Linked DNA regions of Mus musculus: region 1 is linked to region 2. A link is a contact called in public HiChIP or PLAC-seq data. All regions are on one chromosome and are shown on one strand. The core of a region is the stretch at or near the end of the contact, and the rest is flanking DNA. Distances in the headings are between cores, read along the strand shown. Region 1 has its middle 40 kb from the start of Gm33308. Region 2 overlaps Prkar2b (protein kinase, cAMP dependent regulatory, type II beta).

Region 1 (4,840 bases), core at 2,063-4,562, 280 kb before region 2:
ATATCTAATAAAAAAATGAAAAAAAAAGAGATGCCTTGGTCATGGTGTCTGTTCACAGCAGTAAAACCCTAACTAAGACATGCGGGGGGGGGGGGAGGGCGGCTAAAATTTTTCCTTAGGTCAGAAAGCATTCGTGTTAACCCTTTTAGGCTTTGGTAGAAGCTGGCACTGGGTTCTTCCATTCCTAACTTTTCTTTGTGTGGCAGCACTTCATTTCTGCTCTAATTCTTGTTTACATGCTCTAGATTTCAGTTTTGTAGGTTGCATGCATCTAGGATTTATCAACTTCTTTTCCATCTTTCAGTCTTTGGGGCCATGAAATTGGAGTTTTCTTTAACGGTTAGGTCTCACTGGAGGCTCCAGTACCTTTCCTTCTCTTGGTCACTTCTAATTTATTAACTCAGCCCCCTTTCCCTTTTGTTGGTTAGAGAGTTGTCAATCCCATTTAGTTTTCAAAGAACCAACTGTGATTGACTGAGTTCTACGCTCTGTTCTCCTAGTCTCATCTGTATTAATTTCTACCCTGTTAGTATGTTTGTCTTGCTATTAAGTGGACCCTCAGTCTAGTAGGATAGCTATTGATTATTCAGAATATGTAAGTGCCACGATTGCACTCTCAGGGATACCTTGCTGTGCTGAGCATACCTTGCTATTGCGAAACACAGGCTTTATAGCTGGAAAGGACCCTTCACTGCTTATCTCCTTTGGCAGCTTGTGTAGCACCTTTAGATATTATGAGAGCCAGTCCTCAGGGAGACTTTCAGGCCAATTCCAGCTTACTTCTCCAAGTCCTGTGTCTGGGGAGGATGGTGTCTTCAGCAATAGGGTCTTACCTTACCTCTGATAGGCTATCAGAATCAGCAGCAATCGCCTATATTGTTGTGAGAGTCTTGGATCCCCCTGATCAACAACTTGAAAGATTTCCCATACTTAGCACTGGAGGATTTTATTAGATTGTCTTGAAGGAAGCATTATTAATCCCAAGTAACATATCATCATTATATATTGATATATAGATATCATAAATATTGCATACATTAATATAATACAATATATTTTAATATAATAATATAAAATATATATTTGATTTAAATAATCATAAATTAATGTGTTTTTCTATGGCTCTTTAAAACATCGGTAGTGTCATTTATTCTTCTTCTCCTTAAGCTCTCCGCAGTTAAAGAGCCCCTAGTTTCCCCAAGTTCTCCTATACCACACCATCGCCCTCTCTAGAGCTCTTTCTCCCCAACACATACTCTCTTTTTACTTACCAGGTTTCTGTGTGACTTCATGGTGTACATTCACATCTGAATATTTGGAGATAATAGCTACAAATAAGAAAGAATATGTGATGTTTGTCTTTTGGGGTCTAGGTTCATGCACAGGATGAATTGCAATCCTAAAATGTGTCCTTCTCATCCCTCTCCACCACTGTATCCTTAAACAGGGCCACTACACCCAGCCTGAGCACCAGCTCCTAAGAAACCCTTGCTGTGACGTGCCCCCCCACCCCCACCCCCCCCCTCAACCCCCCACCCTCCATCACCCGACGCGCCACCCTTGAGAACCATCCTAACAAGCTGTCTCTCTGCTCAGCAGGAGAAATATAAGCTTTACTAATTCAGAACTTGGTTGTTTTTTGCCAGCCCAGCCCAGCCCACAAATGATCTACTGTTCCTATCAAGGAAACACAGCTGTTCTATAGAATTCTATTTCTAAACTGCAAAAACATCTTGGCCTCTCCCATCATTCAGTGATAATGAATTTACTAAAACCCAAAATAGTAATTAGGGGAAAAAACACATTTATATGTAAAAATATTCATACTTGACATAAAATGTATCTAAACAAAAAAAAAAGTTTCTAATATCCTCGCAGATAGATAGATAGATGATAGATAGATAGATAGATAGATGATAGATAGATAGATAGATAGATAGATAGATAGATAGATAGATGTTTTTCAATTCATCTATGCTTCCCCCTTTAAAAAAATTAACAAAGCTATTCATGGTCCTTAGAAGGTGTTATGCACTCTACTAAAGAGAAAAGCAATAATCAATCCTACCCAGCTATAAATGCTCAGAGCTCTGATAAGGGCCTGGAACGACATGCCCACTGGTGCAACAGTGTCACCAGAGTAACCTGTCACTTTTTATTGAATATAAAGCCAGCTCTAGCAGATGGAACCCATACCTGACCTTTTTAATGAAGCCATGAACCTGCAGCTTAAGAGAGGGAAACCTACTACTCTTTTTCTTCTAAATAGACATAACAATAAACTGATTCCTACTGACTTACTGCTCTCCCCATAGACCAGAGCATCTCTCAGCTCTCACCAGAAGAGTTTCTTGCAGTGATGGCAATTCATGGAGACCACCTCTGGCCAATGTTCATAGAATAGAGACTTAAGAGTGCCCAGCCCACTCAAAGCTTAGGGATGTAAGTGGAACAGGGGAGAAAAGATGCTAAGAGCTAAAAGATGGTGGGTAGCTTCAAAAAAGCCAGTGTTCTCCAGACACAATAGGGCAAATACCCACTCAGCAATGTACAAGTTAAGTCAGAAAAATCCCAGTACAGAGAAGAGGAGATAGGCATGATGTTTCAACACTAGTCAGGAGCTATTGGTATTTAATTGCTACTGGAGAGGGGAAATAGGTTTTCTTTAATGGTGTAACACCTGGTATGTTGACCACACTTCATGGCAGACCCCACTCTCAGGCGTAGTCAGTCAGCCAACACAAACTAGACTCACATGGGGGCAAGGAGAACATGAAGTGTGGTGGGTAGAAATATGGGGGAGGATCTTGGAGGAGTTAGGAGAGGGGTGTGAGTATGATTAAAATACATTGTGTGGATTTCTCCAATAATTAACAAAAATATTATTTTAAAGAATAACAGAACGAAAGAGTTAAAACTAGCAGGTACTGACTCAATAAAGCTTTTAATGTTATCTATGTGTTAAAGATGCAAAGCTTTTCTTTTAAAGATTTATTTATTAAGTGTATGAGTGTTCTGTTTACATGTATTTAAGTTCATCACCTGCATCCCTTGTGCCCAGGAGGCCAGAAGAGGATGCCAAATCCCCTGGTACAGAAGACCATTACAGGTAGTCATGTGGATGCTGTGACCTGAAACTGGATTGGAAGAACAAGCCAATGCCATCTCCCCAGCTCTACAAGGCTTTTATTTTAAAAAGCAAAGTTATTCTAGACTTGAACTACAAAACTGCAGAAGTCAGCCACACACTTCCTCCTGTGGTCTCTTCTCTGTAGGTGATCACACCCTCATAGCCTTCTCTCACTGTTGCTCTGCAACCACAGCTATGGTTTCTTATCCTTTAGCTACACGGAAGAAACTACCAGCCCCTGGGGAATGCTGACTTACCCCATGTCAAGGGACACACAATAAAATGTCCACCCCAGGGACTGTAATGCAGGGAGAAAACTCTTCTTTTCCTGACTTTTATAGTTTTGAAGGGCACAGCCTGACTTTCCAGTTCGGTCCATTTAAACAAAAGGCAACTGCAAAGATAAACATGATGAGAATGTGGCCAGGAACTGGACACAATCAAAATGAAATCAGGAGAGGGAGAATCGTGTTTGGAGCAGACTGCCTTTGCAGGGATGGAAAGGTGGACCTTGTCATCGCCTCGTTTTCATCTGTCTGCTCCTAACAGCGTTCTCACCCCAACTGTGGTAGTTAATGCTGTCAACTTGACAAGATGTAAAATCAAGCCTCCAGGTACACCTGTGAGGAATTAAATAGATTTAGGTTTACTGAGGTGTGAAGAGTCACCTTAATCGTGGGCAGTTCCCATCTATAGGCTAGGATCCTAGACCTACCCAACCCCCTCTCTCCCTCCCTGCCTCTTTACCTCCATGACTGCCTCCCTCCTCCCTCTCTCCCTCTTCCTTCTTTCTGTTAATGGGATGTGGCCAGATGACTCCCTTGTCATGAAGGACTGAACCCTGAAACTGTAAACTAAACTTAACTCTTCTCCCCTTAAGTCCTTTTAGTCATATGACAAAACAAGTGCCCGGTTCAACTTCCTAAGCACAGACAACCTTGTCTGCAGCAGAGCCCCAAGGTGCTGAAATCTAGAAGCAGGGTTGTGAGAAGAAAGGTCAATCACTAATTGCTTCCTAATAGAAATAAGATGGGGGCTGAAGAGGCTCACTGATAAAGAGCACTGGCTTCTCCTCCAGAGGACCTGGGTTCAATTCCCAGCTCACACTTCTGGCCTCTGAAGGAGCTTCATGCACATGGTGCACTGACGCTTTCTGGCAAACACCCATAGATGAAATAAAATAATAAAATGGACACCCACCCCTACCTTCAAGATAATCCAGAGCAGTCATTCTGTCCATGTGATGAGGCCAGAGGTGCAGCTGCCTCCTGCCTCTTCCACACTCACCTCCCATCTCTGCCTCTTCTTCAGAGCTGTGCTCCACATAACCAAGGGGCCAGTTTAAAGGCTGAGCTCAAGTCTGGTATGCTGCAGAGAGAATCCAACCTTCCTAGAACTTTCCCACCAGCGGTGTCATCAGATGAGTGTGGGAGGGGCTGTTTCCAGCCAGGCTGCTCAACTCCTCCATTACTAGTGTGGGACCCAAAGGTGAGGATATTTATACTGAAATTAGTACTGTTATCAATCAGACTAATGAGGTTAGAGGTATTGCTCTTGCTAGTCTCATCCCCTGCCTTCCCAGGGTTCTGGCTCTGCATCCTCCCATCTCCAAGCACCAGGACTTCATGAATTTTATTCTGTTTTTGACTGGCAGCCTCTAAAAGTCCCAATCGCTATTTCTAAAAACAGAGTTCCCAAAATCCCACAATA
Region 2 (4,474 bases), core at 1,536-4,035:
TCTGTCAGCACTTACAGCATGCCATTTCCCTGCCCTCTGGCTTCTCTTTGTTATACTGAAAACTTAGGTCATGTTAACATTCTATTTGGAAGCTTTCTCTGGTTTTGACTTTTAACAATGTGAATAACCCATGCTTAGTATGGGTAGTGTCTTTGTGTCTGTTCTGTGCCGAGGCCCATAGGACTTCTTAGGTCTAAACATTGATGACTTTTTGTGTCTTGTCCTGTTTGCGACAGGGTTTTAAGTTGCTGTACTGGCTAGTTTTGGGTCAACTTGACACAGCTGGAGTTATCACAGAGAAAGGAGCTTCAGTTGAGGAAATGCCTCCATGAGATCCAACTGTAAGGCATTTTCTCAATTAGTGATCAAGGGGGAAAGGCCCCTTGTGGGTGGGACCATCTCTGGGCTGGGAGTCTTGGGTTCTATAAGAGGGCAGGCTGAGCAAGCCAGTAAGGCACATCCCTCCATGGCCTCTGCTTCAGCTCCTGCTTTCTGACCTGCTTGAGTTCCAGTCTTGACTTCCTTTGGTGATGAACAGCAATATGGAAGTGTAAGCTGAATAAACCCTTTCCTCTCCAACTTGCTTCTTGGTCATGATGTTTGTGCAGGAATAGAAACCCTGACTAAGACAGTTGCCCAGCATGGCTTTGGACTTCTTATCCTCTTCCCTATACCTCATAATGCTGAGATTAGAGATGTGTATACTATCTTAGGTAAATACTGTTATAAAACTGTAAAACTTGTTTGCCTATAGATGAATTATATAGTCTATCTAGCCCACATAAAAGACACAGAAACTTGGTATTTTGTTTACAAGCTATAAGCCTAGGTTGGGCGGGTTCTGTGCTGTTCTCTCACATATACAAACCCTTTGTCCCTTGTGACTCACTGTTTGAGTCTCGCTCAGGCTGCTTTTGCTCCATCAGCTGTCCTTGGGGTGCACTTCTCTGGGCCACGTGCTGCTGGTCCATCTTGTCTAATGGAGGCCTCCTGATCTCTTTGTCTTCTTTTTCCATCTTCCCGTGGTCTCTCTCATTCGATTTTTAAGTTCCACCTCTCTCTCTCTACTATCCAATCACAGGCTCTAGCCTTTTATTAACCAATAGCTTTAAACTGGGGAGCAAGGGTTACCCAACAAAGGCCAGTGTATGTGAGAACACACTTGTCTGGACAACAACCAGATCTTGGGGTTGAGACTTTAGCAATGGCATACATAGTGACAGACCAACCCCCAGCGTTTGCCAACATCTCTGAGAGTTTCTTCCTCTCCTCTTTGTAGCATGTTTGAGAGGGACTTCCACACGCTGTCAGTGTGGTGCACAGTGTTTCACAGGGTTCTTAGACAACTCATCTTTGCTCTCTCATTTTTCCAGTGGAATAATTTCTATTGATCTGCCTTTCAAGTTCTTTGATTCTGCTTTTAACATTGGCTCCACTTGTTTAGTGTCTATAGAACCGTATGCACGTGTGCACATAGAGATGCAGAAATACTTGCCTGTGCATGTGTATGTGAAGACCAGAGGTTGATGGTCGGCCTCTTCCTCGGTCACTTTCTACCTTACTATTTGAGATAGGGTCTCTCACTGAACCCGTTTGCTGACTGGCCATTGAGTCCCTGGGACCCTCCTGTCTCTCCACTCTCCAGTGCTGGGCTTACCTGTGTGTCCTGCCATACCTGGCTTTACTTGGGTGCTGGAGACGTGAAATGGACCTCACGCATGCGCAGCAAGCACTTACTCACTGGCCATCCCTCTAGCCCTAGTCTTCGATTCTTCCTTCCATTGAGCTGTTCTAATGACTTCAGAACCAAACCAAACCCGAGTTGTTACATTTTTCAACACGTTTTCCCTGTGACCCCTTCTTGTAATTTTCTCTTTAATGAAGCTGATTACTGAATCACTGATCAGCCGATCAGATATGGTTTCCTCTGCCTCCACGAAGGAAATAGCCTCTTTGAAGTCTTCTCTGTGTCCAGTCAGTTCTTTGTAGCCTGTGGGTCACATCTACTTTTTCTCTGCATGTGTCATGTTTGCTAAGAGCTGGACAGTTTAGGATCTTTACGGTAATGTTTCTGGATCCCGAGCTCCCCTCTCCAGGTTGTGGACAGTTTAGGATCTTTACGGTAATGTTTCTGGATCCTGAGCTCCCCTCTCCAGGTTGTGGACAGTTTAGGATCTTTACGGTAATGTTTCTGGATCCTGAGCTCCCCTCTCCAGGTTGTGGACAGTTTAGGATCTTTACGGTAATGTTTCTGGATCCTGAGCTCCCCTCTCCAGGTTGTGGACAGTTTAGGATCTTTACGGTAATGTTTCTGGCTCCCGAGCTCCCCTCTCCAGGTTGTTGCTTCCTGGCAGGTGGGAGAGCCGACTTGTCTGTGCTTAAATTCCTGTGTTCCAGCTCGCTGTGGTTTGTGGCTTTGAGGGTTGGCTTGTGTCTGCCTGATGTTATGGTCAAAAGCCACTCACAGCTGACAGATCCTGTGTGAGTTTGGGAACATTTAAATTTCAGGCAGTTTTCAAGGGGAGGTTTGGCATTTACTCTCTGCTGGGTCATCTCATGTCCCCTCTGCCTGCACAGAGATGGTCTCTATTGCCCTGTTGACTTCCAGGTGTAGGTAGACGGCTTGGGCCCTGCCAGTTTCTTCTATGTCCCCACAAAGCATAACCACAGCTCAGACACATGGGAAAGTAACCAGACTCCTAACTGTCTCGCTTTCCGTTACATTTCTAGTTAGTTTACTGAATCTAGGGATGACACCATCTTATGCTCTCTAAGCTTCAGGCCTCTTGCTTGTCTTTCACCCAGGTCACTGTAACCAGCAGTGCTCAGGGCAGGAACTGTGTGTGGTAAGTGAGTGTGTGTGTGTGTGTGTGTGTGTGTGGTGTATGGTGTGTGGTGTGTGTGTGTGTGTGTGGTGTGTGTGTGTTTGTGTGTGTGTGTGTGGTGTGTGTGTGTGTGGTGTATGGTGTGTGGTGTGTGTGTGTGTGTGGTGTGTGTGTGTTTGTGTGTGTGTGTGGTGTGTGTGTGTGTGTGTGTGTGTGTGTGTGTAGTGTGTGTTGTCTGTTTTTGTTTTGTTTTTTGTCTGTTTCCATGTTCACCTAGAATGGCATAGCGAGCAGCCTTGGGCAGGGATGCCAGTGATTTGCACTGTGTTAACTGAAAATCTGGTCTTTTTATGAATAAATGCTTCTATATCATATGCCTTTCATTTCCAGAGTGCTGATTTCCTCCCCTAAGTTCCGGATAACTCCTCTCTGCCTTTTTGGTGGTGGGGGTGGGGCAGGACCTACCACGTTCCTCATTCCACTAGGCTGTCCTGGAACTTGCTGTGTAGACCAGACTGGCCTAGAACTCGGAGGTCTACCTCCCAAATGCTGGGGTGCAAGGCATGTGCCACCATGTCTGGCTAAAGATGTTTTTTTTTTTTTTTGCTGCATAAAAATTACAGGAATGAGATAGACGTGGTGTTCATACTGAGGAGTGGCCCTTCTGTGCTAGTCAACCACTGGATCACTGGGCTGCATCCTACCCACCATGTTGTTCTTTCAAATAAATGGTGTTAGTTTTATTAGAAACAGTTTTTAGTTTTACTGTGGCATTGTTAATGAGTTATTTTCCTAAAGTATTTGGGAAAAATTTGGCACCTTGATTCTGTTAGTTTTAGAGATGGTATGTTTTTAGGAAGTATAAAATATTAAAGCCAATTTGAGAAAAGATGAGATACCTTAAAAAAAAAAAGATGGTTAGTAAGATACCGTTCTTGTGGTTTTAATTCCTTCTTGTACCTGAGATGGGAATAATTTGAGGCAATTTAGTAATCTTTTTGAAGTATGGATGTTTAAAGATGTTTGAGAATACATTTTAAATTATTATGATGGTGATGATGGTGGTGATGATGATGATGATGGGTTTCCAGACAAAGTTTCTCTGAATAGCCCTATTGTCCTGGGACTCAATCTGTTGACCAGTCCGGTTTTGAACTCACAGAGATCTGCCTGCCTTTCTGATTGTAAAGTGAAAAAAAAAACATGGAAGGGTAGGTAGGAAAATAAGAATAGTCATAATCTTTCTATAGAGCAGTACCTGCTATGTAAACATTGGTATCCACCTTGACAGCCATCTTTTATGCATACGTTTTTTATAAATATACAATATACACCTGCATTGCAAATGACTATAAAAACATTTTATAAGATATTACTGAACAGCAAAGTTCTTAATCGAAAATGAAACCTTATTTACTTTTTTTTTTTAAGAGTATCTCATGTAGTCCAGACTGGCCTCTGATCCACTGTGCAGCCTTGAATTCCTAATTCTCCTGCTTCTCCCTCCTCAGAGCTGCCGTCACACCGGGTTGCTATGGTGCCTGGGATTGATTCTAGGGCCTCCTGCATACTGGGCAAGCACTCTACCAACTGAGCTGTACTCTTAGCCCCTCAAAGAGTAATTTAAAAATATTAATAACATACATGAA

Evidence for each region. HiChIP or PLAC-seq counts read pairs in DNA pulled down with a chosen protein or histone mark.
Region 1: an H3K4me3 HiChIP or PLAC-seq map of bone marrow-derived macrophages shows a contact between it and region 2, with 4 times the contacts expected there. The contact joins two enhancer-like sites. A contact is called at or near these places in 4 of 115 datasets of contacts at active chromatin or transcription factors (acute myeloid leukemia, bone marrow-derived macrophages, large pre-B cells and 1 more).

Annotation. Positions count from the first base shown.
Region 1 is chr12:32,283,708-32,288,547 of GRCm38.p6, reverse strand. No RefSeq gene overlaps it. Among named protein-coding and RNA genes, the nearest start is that of Gm33308, 40 kb to the right of the region's middle. Within about 2 kb of position 3,312, at least 31 of the 459 cell types and tissues checked have an H3K27ac peak or open chromatin away from gene starts, as enhancers often do. A contact at or near this core is called in bone marrow-derived macrophages and memory CD8 T cells, where this site is marked.
Region 2 is chr12:32,007,737-32,012,210 of GRCm38.p6, reverse strand. The region is part of intron 2 of Prkar2b (protein kinase, cAMP dependent regulatory, type II beta); the gene reads left to right. Among named protein-coding and RNA genes, the nearest start is that of Prkar2b, 51 kb to the left of the region's middle. Within about 2 kb of position 2,785, at least 75 of the 459 cell types and tissues checked have an H3K27ac peak or open chromatin away from gene starts, as enhancers often do. A contact at or near this core is called in bone marrow-derived macrophages and memory CD8 T cells, where this site is marked.